Linked DNA regions of Mus musculus: region 1 is linked to region 2. Evidence: chromatin contacts called from public Hi-C data. All regions are on one chromosome and are shown on one strand. Each heading gives the region's core, a stretch centred on a gene start, on an enhancer-like site or on the middle of the called end of the contact. The rest is flanking DNA. Distances are from core to core; before and after follow the strand shown. Region 1 overlaps Ppef2 (protein phosphatase, EF hand calcium-binding domain 2). Region 2 has its middle 20 kb from the start of Uso1.

Region 1 (3,282 bases), core at 696-3,195, 120 kb before region 2:
CTCTCTGTCTCTCTGTCTCTCTGTCTCTCTCTCTCTCTCTCTCCCTTCCTTCCTTCCTTCCTTCCTTTCTTTCTTTCTTTCTTTCTTTCTTTCTTTCTTTCTTTCTTTCTTTCTTTCTTTCTTTCTTTCTTTCTTTTCTCCCCCTTCCTTCCTTTCTTCCTTTCTTTCTTTCTTTCTTTCTTTCTTTCTTTCTTTCTTTCTTTCTTTCTTTCTTTCTTTCTTCTTTTGTAATCAAAAGTCTAGCTAGGAATCAGGGATTCCATCATACAGAAGAAAGATGGGAATAGCAATACAGAGAGAGCAAGCTGCATTCTCTGCTGTAGGATGTGGTGGGTGAAGGGAGGATGTCTCACTCTTGCATTCAAGGCCTTGAGCAGACTCCGTGGGGTGTGTCTAGCAAACAGAGAGGGCATCCTGACTCTTTTAATTGTGATTTAAACTTATAAAGCCATGGGGATATGAAGCAGAAATGTCTGCTATTTTCAGGATCTCTGCCTTCATTTTGGAGCCAGGGTGCAGGGGCCTGGGATACAGGCTCTGACTGAGGGTGTCAGCCCTGGGTACAGCTGTTGCCTGAGCAACACTACCTCTATTCCATGCTGCCCTTTCATGTAAAATTCACCAAGAGACCACATATGTGCTTGCCAGCCAATAGGCGCACACACTCACTTGTGAAATAGAACATTTGTAAGCTGCATGCCTCTGTTCCCCATCCTTGGGAAGCGGCGGCAGGAGGATCGATTGTTCAGAGTCATTCTCAGCCTGGGCTACACAAGACCCTGCCTCAAAACAAACAAGCAAGCAAGAAATCTGCAGCACTGGGAGTCTGAGGTAGGAGGGTCGCGGTGAGACCAAGGACAGCCTGGGTTGCTTAGAAAGACTCTGTCTCAAAACAAACAAACAAAAACTCAACCAAACAAAACTGCAACCAAACAAACAATAAAAGGATGTGGCAAATCTTTTAAAATTCAGCCTTAAGCACCCAAAATATAAACACAGTGGCTGGAGAGGTGACCCCGTGGCTAAGGGCATTGGTTGCTCTTTCATAGGATCCTGGGTTTGAGTCCCAGCACCTATATGCCTCTCACAATCATCTGTAATTCCAGTCCCATGAAACCCCACACCCCTCTGCGTGTACACGGCACACAAGCAGACATTCAGGCAAAACACCCATACACATTTAGAAATAACAACAAAGATAAACAAAGACTTCAAAATATAAACATGGGTCAAATATTGATTACGTAGGCATTTTTCACTTTGTCTTATTTTTCCTGTCTCTTCCTCCCTCCTCCACTTTCTCCTCCTCACCTGCTTCTTCCACCCACCCTCCTGGTGTTCTTGGGAATGGCGGAGTGGCTGTGAACCTCCTCTTCTTCCTAGGTTGTAGATATTCTGTGGAGTGATCCCGCGGCTCAGGAGGGCTGCAAGGCCAACGCTGTCCGAGGAGGAGGCTGTTACTTTGGGCCTGACGTGACAGAACGGTTGATGGAAAAATACAAGCTGCAACTCCTGATCCGTTCGCATGAGTGCAAACCCGAGGGCTATGAGTTCTGTCACAACCGCAAGGTGGGTTGAGCCGCTGCAGCTGTCTCTGTATCTGTGTCACAGGAGTGATTCCAAAAGGCTCCTGGGAGGTGCCTGGGGTTTGCTACCCACTTGCCTGAGGCAGCTGGGTACTTTATAAGTGTGGGAGTGCGTGTGTGCATGCGTGCCTGTGTGCATGTGTGCGTGAGTGCGTGTGTGTGTGTGTGTGTGTGTGTGTGTGTGTGTGTGTGTGTGTGTTTGTACAGGGCCCACAGAGGCCAGAAGTGAGTGTCAGGTTCCTCAGAACTGGAGCCACAGTAACTGCTGGGCTGTCTGTCCAGGCCCCAGAGTAGGGTTTTCTATGCCTTTGTACCTCAGAGATGCTCTGTGAGACTTTCTGCTCGCGAGGCACTGGGAGGTGCTGCGCTGATGTCTCTTCCTGAAGACTTACAGAGAGCACAGAACAGGAAGCGTTTTCAGCCTTGCAACCAGGAAACACAAACTCAGCCAAATGGTTCTTCTATTAATTGACTGCCAACCCACTGTTCTCCCACAGAAAGAGGATTCTGGGAACACAGAGCCCCACCCTTTGTCATCGACTAAGTCAAACATTGTTACATTTGGAGATGTCCAGATACACACAGATCCTGACTATCTGCCTGGACAATGTAAAACCCAGTGCCTTGTAGGGATGTTTAGACAAGCAACCACCATGTGACTAAGAGAGGGAAGATTTGGCTGGGTAATCACTAACTTCCTATATCCATCAATCAAAAGGGTTTTGTCTGTCCCTTGTTCTCAGGCTCTTGGGAATCAGTGGCTGCCATCAAATTTTGTTTTAAAAAGTCACAAAAAGCTTCCTGTGGTGACACCTTTAAAACCAACGCTCAGGAGGCAGAGGCAGAGGCAGACAAATCTCTGTGAGCTCAAAGCTATCCTGGCCTTCACAGTGAGTTCCAGGACAGCCAGGGCTACACAGAGAAACCCTGTCTCAAAATAAATAAATAAATAAATAAATAAATAAATAAATAAATAAAACAAAGGATCCTAAAAGTCAAAAGTAAAAGATCGGAAAGTCTGAGAGGACGGCTCTGTCGGGAAAGCACTTGCCACATAAATCTGAGTGCAGCTTCCTAGCACCCACATAAAAAGCTGGGTTCAAGGCGTTGTCCATCTGTAATCTCAGCGGCTGGGGAGGTAGAGATAGGCTGACCCCTGGAGCTCACTGGCCAGTCAGACTAGATGAACTGGTGAGATCCTGCCTCAACAAACATGGTGGAGAACAACTGAAGAAGAAACTGACTGGGAGGGAGGGAGGGAGAGAGGGAGAGAGGGAGGGAGGGAGGCCCATGATGAGTGTGAGAAGCAGCCCGATGTGGGCTTGGCCCGTGGGGTTGAGGATGGAGATTCGTCAGTATGCATACGTTCCATGCTGTGTCTCTTCTGTTTTGACTCAGGTGTTAACCATCTTTTCTGCCTCCAACTACTATGAAGTTGGCAGCAACAGAGGAGCCTACGTCAAGCTGGGGCCAGCCCTGACTCCACATATCGTGCAGTATCAAGCTAACAAGGCGACCCACAGGCTAACCATGAGGCAAAGGCAAGACTTTTCAGCAAATAGCTATCAGAAAATGAATGTCAGCGACTAGAGACTTTAGATGGCATTATAGTTATTCAAATTCTACAGGACAGTTCAGAATTTAGCTATATTGGTATTAAAATCTAGAATAGACATTATGCGAGAGCCCCCCGTAT
Region 2 (3,413 bases), core at 90-2,589:
TTCTGTCTATTTCTTTGTGTTTTGAGACAAGGTGTCACTGTGGTCCAGCCTGGATGGGAATTCTTTTGTAGGCCTTAAGATTGTGATAATCCTCATGTGTCAGCTTCCTAAGTGCTGGAATGATAATTATGAGCCACTATGTCTGGCTTCATCTTTGACATGTTGTTTTCTGGGAACTGAGGATCAAACATGTGCTTCCCACATCCCAGGCAATTACTATACCAGTGAGCTGTGTCTGTAGCCCTCAGCCCTTTTCATGGAGAAGGAAATGATTGAAGAAGGGCAGTAAGTAACTGTGACAGGTGACAGAGCACAAGGACCAAGGTTTGATGGGGGATTTCTCCATCTGGCCTGCACCCTGTTCCCCACCCCCTTGCTTTTCCACTTCAGCCTCTAGTTATTGGCTGCTTCCAATGACCATCTTCACTTCACTTACTTTCCCAGCTAAACTATCATCTTTGTGAAATGGGAGAACTAACCAGTAGGATCAGGGATCCACCTAGACAGAGAATTTCCTCAGTTGTCTCTATAGTGTCTCAGAGCTAAGTGACCATGCCAGAACCCTTGGGAACAAGGAGAGATTGAGACTGACTTCCTGCCCTCTTGGTCTCTCAAGTTGGGTTTTCCAGTGGCCTAAAGCTTAGCCCAGACCAGCTCTTTTGAGCTGTCATTCATATAAGCTGTCTTAAAAGAGAAGTAGCAGGCTGTGCATCACACTTAGCCCAAGGCCAGCATATGCTGAGATGTTCAATACAGCTTTGCTTTTACTTTCCCATACAGACTACCTCAGCTACTTTTAGCTTAAAACTGAAGCCAGAGGTCATCAGAGCTGATTTGTTTTTTCCTCAAGTTCGAATCCAGGGTGAGGTGACAGAACTGCAGTACATTGTGACTAATAGGTTGGAAGCCCATGGGACAGATGACACTGACAAAAGAAAGAGTGAACAGTAAAAAGGAACCTTCACATTTTAAATAAAAATGAAACGACACGCTTCAACTTTGTAGAAATGATTCCCACAGTCTGTGCTTGTGTCCACCCGAGCATGCCCAATCACATATGATCTTGGAAGCTAGGCAGGCTCCGGCTTAGTTAGTACTAGGATGGGAGACCATCCCCATGGAGGGCATAACCTGGACCATAATATTAAGTGATTCCATTCTGGCAGATGTCTGTTCCCTCTCCTGCCATTTGTCTTACGTTGACTGCTGCTCTTTCATGTTGGCCTCTGGGAGGCACTGTTTCCCCTCTAAATGTGGACCAGAAGGCAAGACTCAGCAATCACAGTGCTGGGCTCTGGCTGCTAGACTTGAACCAGAGCAGCTGTGAATGACGTCACTGTTGGTCATCTGCTGTACACGCCAGGTTCATCTTCGGCTTGCGAGGAGTGTCTCTTGTTGACCGTTACTGGACTTTGTGAAGACTGGCTTTTTATTCCTGTCATGTAAAAGTCATTTGCCAGCCGTGTTGCTAAGGGCTGTCGTAAAATTTCTCAACCAAGTCCAGAGAGGGAGATAGCTAGTGTTCTAGCTTGCTTTTCCATTGCTGTAATCAGCACCTTGACTTCTGAGGGAAGCCAAGGCAGGAGAACCTGGAGGCCGGAACTGAAATACAAACCTGTGTACTGGTCTTTCCCCTCTGGCTTGCTCAGTTCATACCTTTCTTATATAACCCAAGCCCACCTGCCCAAAGATGTTACTGTCTCTGGTGGTCTGGGCTCTTCTACGGGGATTAGCAATTAAGCAAATGTCCCACAGACATGCTCACAGGCCAGTAATTTTAAAATTGAGTTTCTCTTTTGCAGGGTATGGCTAAATTTGGGTCAAATTGATAAAAACTGTCTATAACAGGTAGATAGCTGATTCCTCAAGACTCAGCCAAGGGACAAGGCACGGGAAACAGTCTTCACGGCCTTCCCAAGGGTTCCAGGGCCTTTAGTGTTTTGGTTTGAAGTAGAAAGGGATGCTTTCTTCCTTTCAGGGAAACTGTGGCAGTCCTGACCCCTCAGTAAATGAGGCTTGGCTTGCGTATACATTCGAATTTACTATGAAGTAAATTTGTATCTCACTCATACACTTGCTGGAAAGCAGCCAGTAGTCGCAGTAAAATTCAATTAGCTAATTCGTTAAATTAGAATGTTTACATTTTTATTTTCAAGATTCAGCATTTAGTGTAGGATCCCAGATCTTCCTTCACTCAACTCAGTTGTGCTCCGAACAAATTCGGATTTAACGGATGTTTGGCAGGACTAAGGCCCAATCTTCCGTTTTAAAAACTTGGTTCATTAAACCTTAGTTTATAATGAATCCTAACACTAATGAATCTTTATAAAGAAGCTAGGAAAGGCTTCTCATTCGTCGGTTTCCTAATGGCTTTCTTTGATCTAACCTGTGTCAATGTGTTGTTTCTTCTGGGATCAGAGTCTGTATCATTGTGTCTGTCTTTTATTACATTTTTCTCCAATAAAAAGTTATACTTAGTTACTGGGCTTTTGTTAAGTCTTTATTTGTGTGTGTGGTCTGTGTGTACGTATTAGCGTGGGTGTTTACACATGCTAAAGGTAGACTTAGGTTATCTTTTAACCTGTTGCTTTCTACTGATTTCTTTGTTTGTTTGTTTGTTTGGTTGGTTGTTTTTTGAGAAAGGGTTTCTCTGTGTAGCCCTGGCTGCCCTGGAACTCACTCTGTAGACCAGGCTGGCCCTTGAACTCAGAGATCCGCCTTGCTCTGCCTTCCAAGTGCTGGGATTAAAGGTGTGCGCCACCACTGCCCGGCTCTGCTTATTTCCTAATTTTAATTTTACTTTTATGTGTATGGGTGTTTACTGTGCACTTCTGTCTGTGTACTGCATTCGTGCTTGGTGCCCTCAGAGGCCAAAAGAGGCCAGTGGATCTCTTGAAACTGGAATTACACATGTTTTGGGGCTACTGTTGTAGGTGCTAGGAATAGAACCCTGAGCTATTTGGAAGCTTAGACATCTCTCCTCCTCCTCCTCCTCTTTCTCTTCCTTCACCTCTCCTTCCACCACTTCTACCCCAGGCCTGGGGCTGCTGGAGCAGGCGCCAAGGTTTCTGTGGGTCCTGGGGATCTGAACTCACATCATCACACTTGCCAGCCAGGCAGGCGCCTTACCTACTGAGCCATCCTCCCCAGCCCTGTCATTCACTCTAATTGTTGAGGTCCTTTACTCTTCCCGGGCATGCATATTGGTCCTTGTAAGTCTTGTTTGCTCTTCATGACCTAACATGGACTTTCAGTAGAGGTCATCTTTGACATGTTCTAGACCCTAAACATTGCTAATACATAAAGTAACCCTCACAACCATACTGCAGAGAGTCACTATTACAGCATCACTCAGCAGCAAGTGGCAGAATTTGGAGTTGAAACTCAGTCCATCTTGAGCCCATAATATATAA

The links. Hi-C and Micro-C count contacts between places; a contact is called where the count stands out from the background.
Region 1: a contact with region 2 is called in a Hi-C map of the N1E-115 cell line, with 6 times the contacts expected there. The contact joins two enhancer-like sites. A contact is called at or near these places in 11 of 484 Hi-C or Micro-C datasets (the G1E-ER4 cell line, the HL-1 cell line, the N1E-115 cell line and 3 more), 5 of 115 datasets of contacts at active chromatin or transcription factors (embryonic stem cells and pancreatic cancer cells) and 2 of 9 other capture datasets (embryonic stem cells and pancreatic islet).

The regions. Positions count from the first base shown.
Region 1 is chr5:92,234,019-92,237,300 of GRCm38.p6, reverse strand. It overlaps Ppef2 (protein phosphatase, EF hand calcium-binding domain 2), which reads left to right. Exons shown (of 17, transcript NM_011148.4): 12 at 1,384-1,569; 13 at 2,985-3,127. Among named protein-coding and RNA genes, the nearest start is that of Gm42112, 19 kb to the right of the region's middle. Within about 2 kb of position 1,945, at least 34 of the 459 cell types and tissues checked have an H3K27ac peak or open chromatin away from gene starts, as enhancers often do. A contact at or near this core is called in the N1E-115 cell line, where this site is marked.
Region 2 is chr5:92,115,902-92,119,314 of GRCm38.p6, reverse strand. It overlaps a transcript of G3bp2 not described here. Among named protein-coding and RNA genes, the nearest start is that of Uso1, 20 kb to the left of the region's middle. Within about 2 kb of position 1,339, at least 76 of the 459 cell types and tissues checked have an H3K27ac peak or open chromatin away from gene starts, as enhancers often do. A contact at or near this core is called in the N1E-115 cell line, where this site is marked.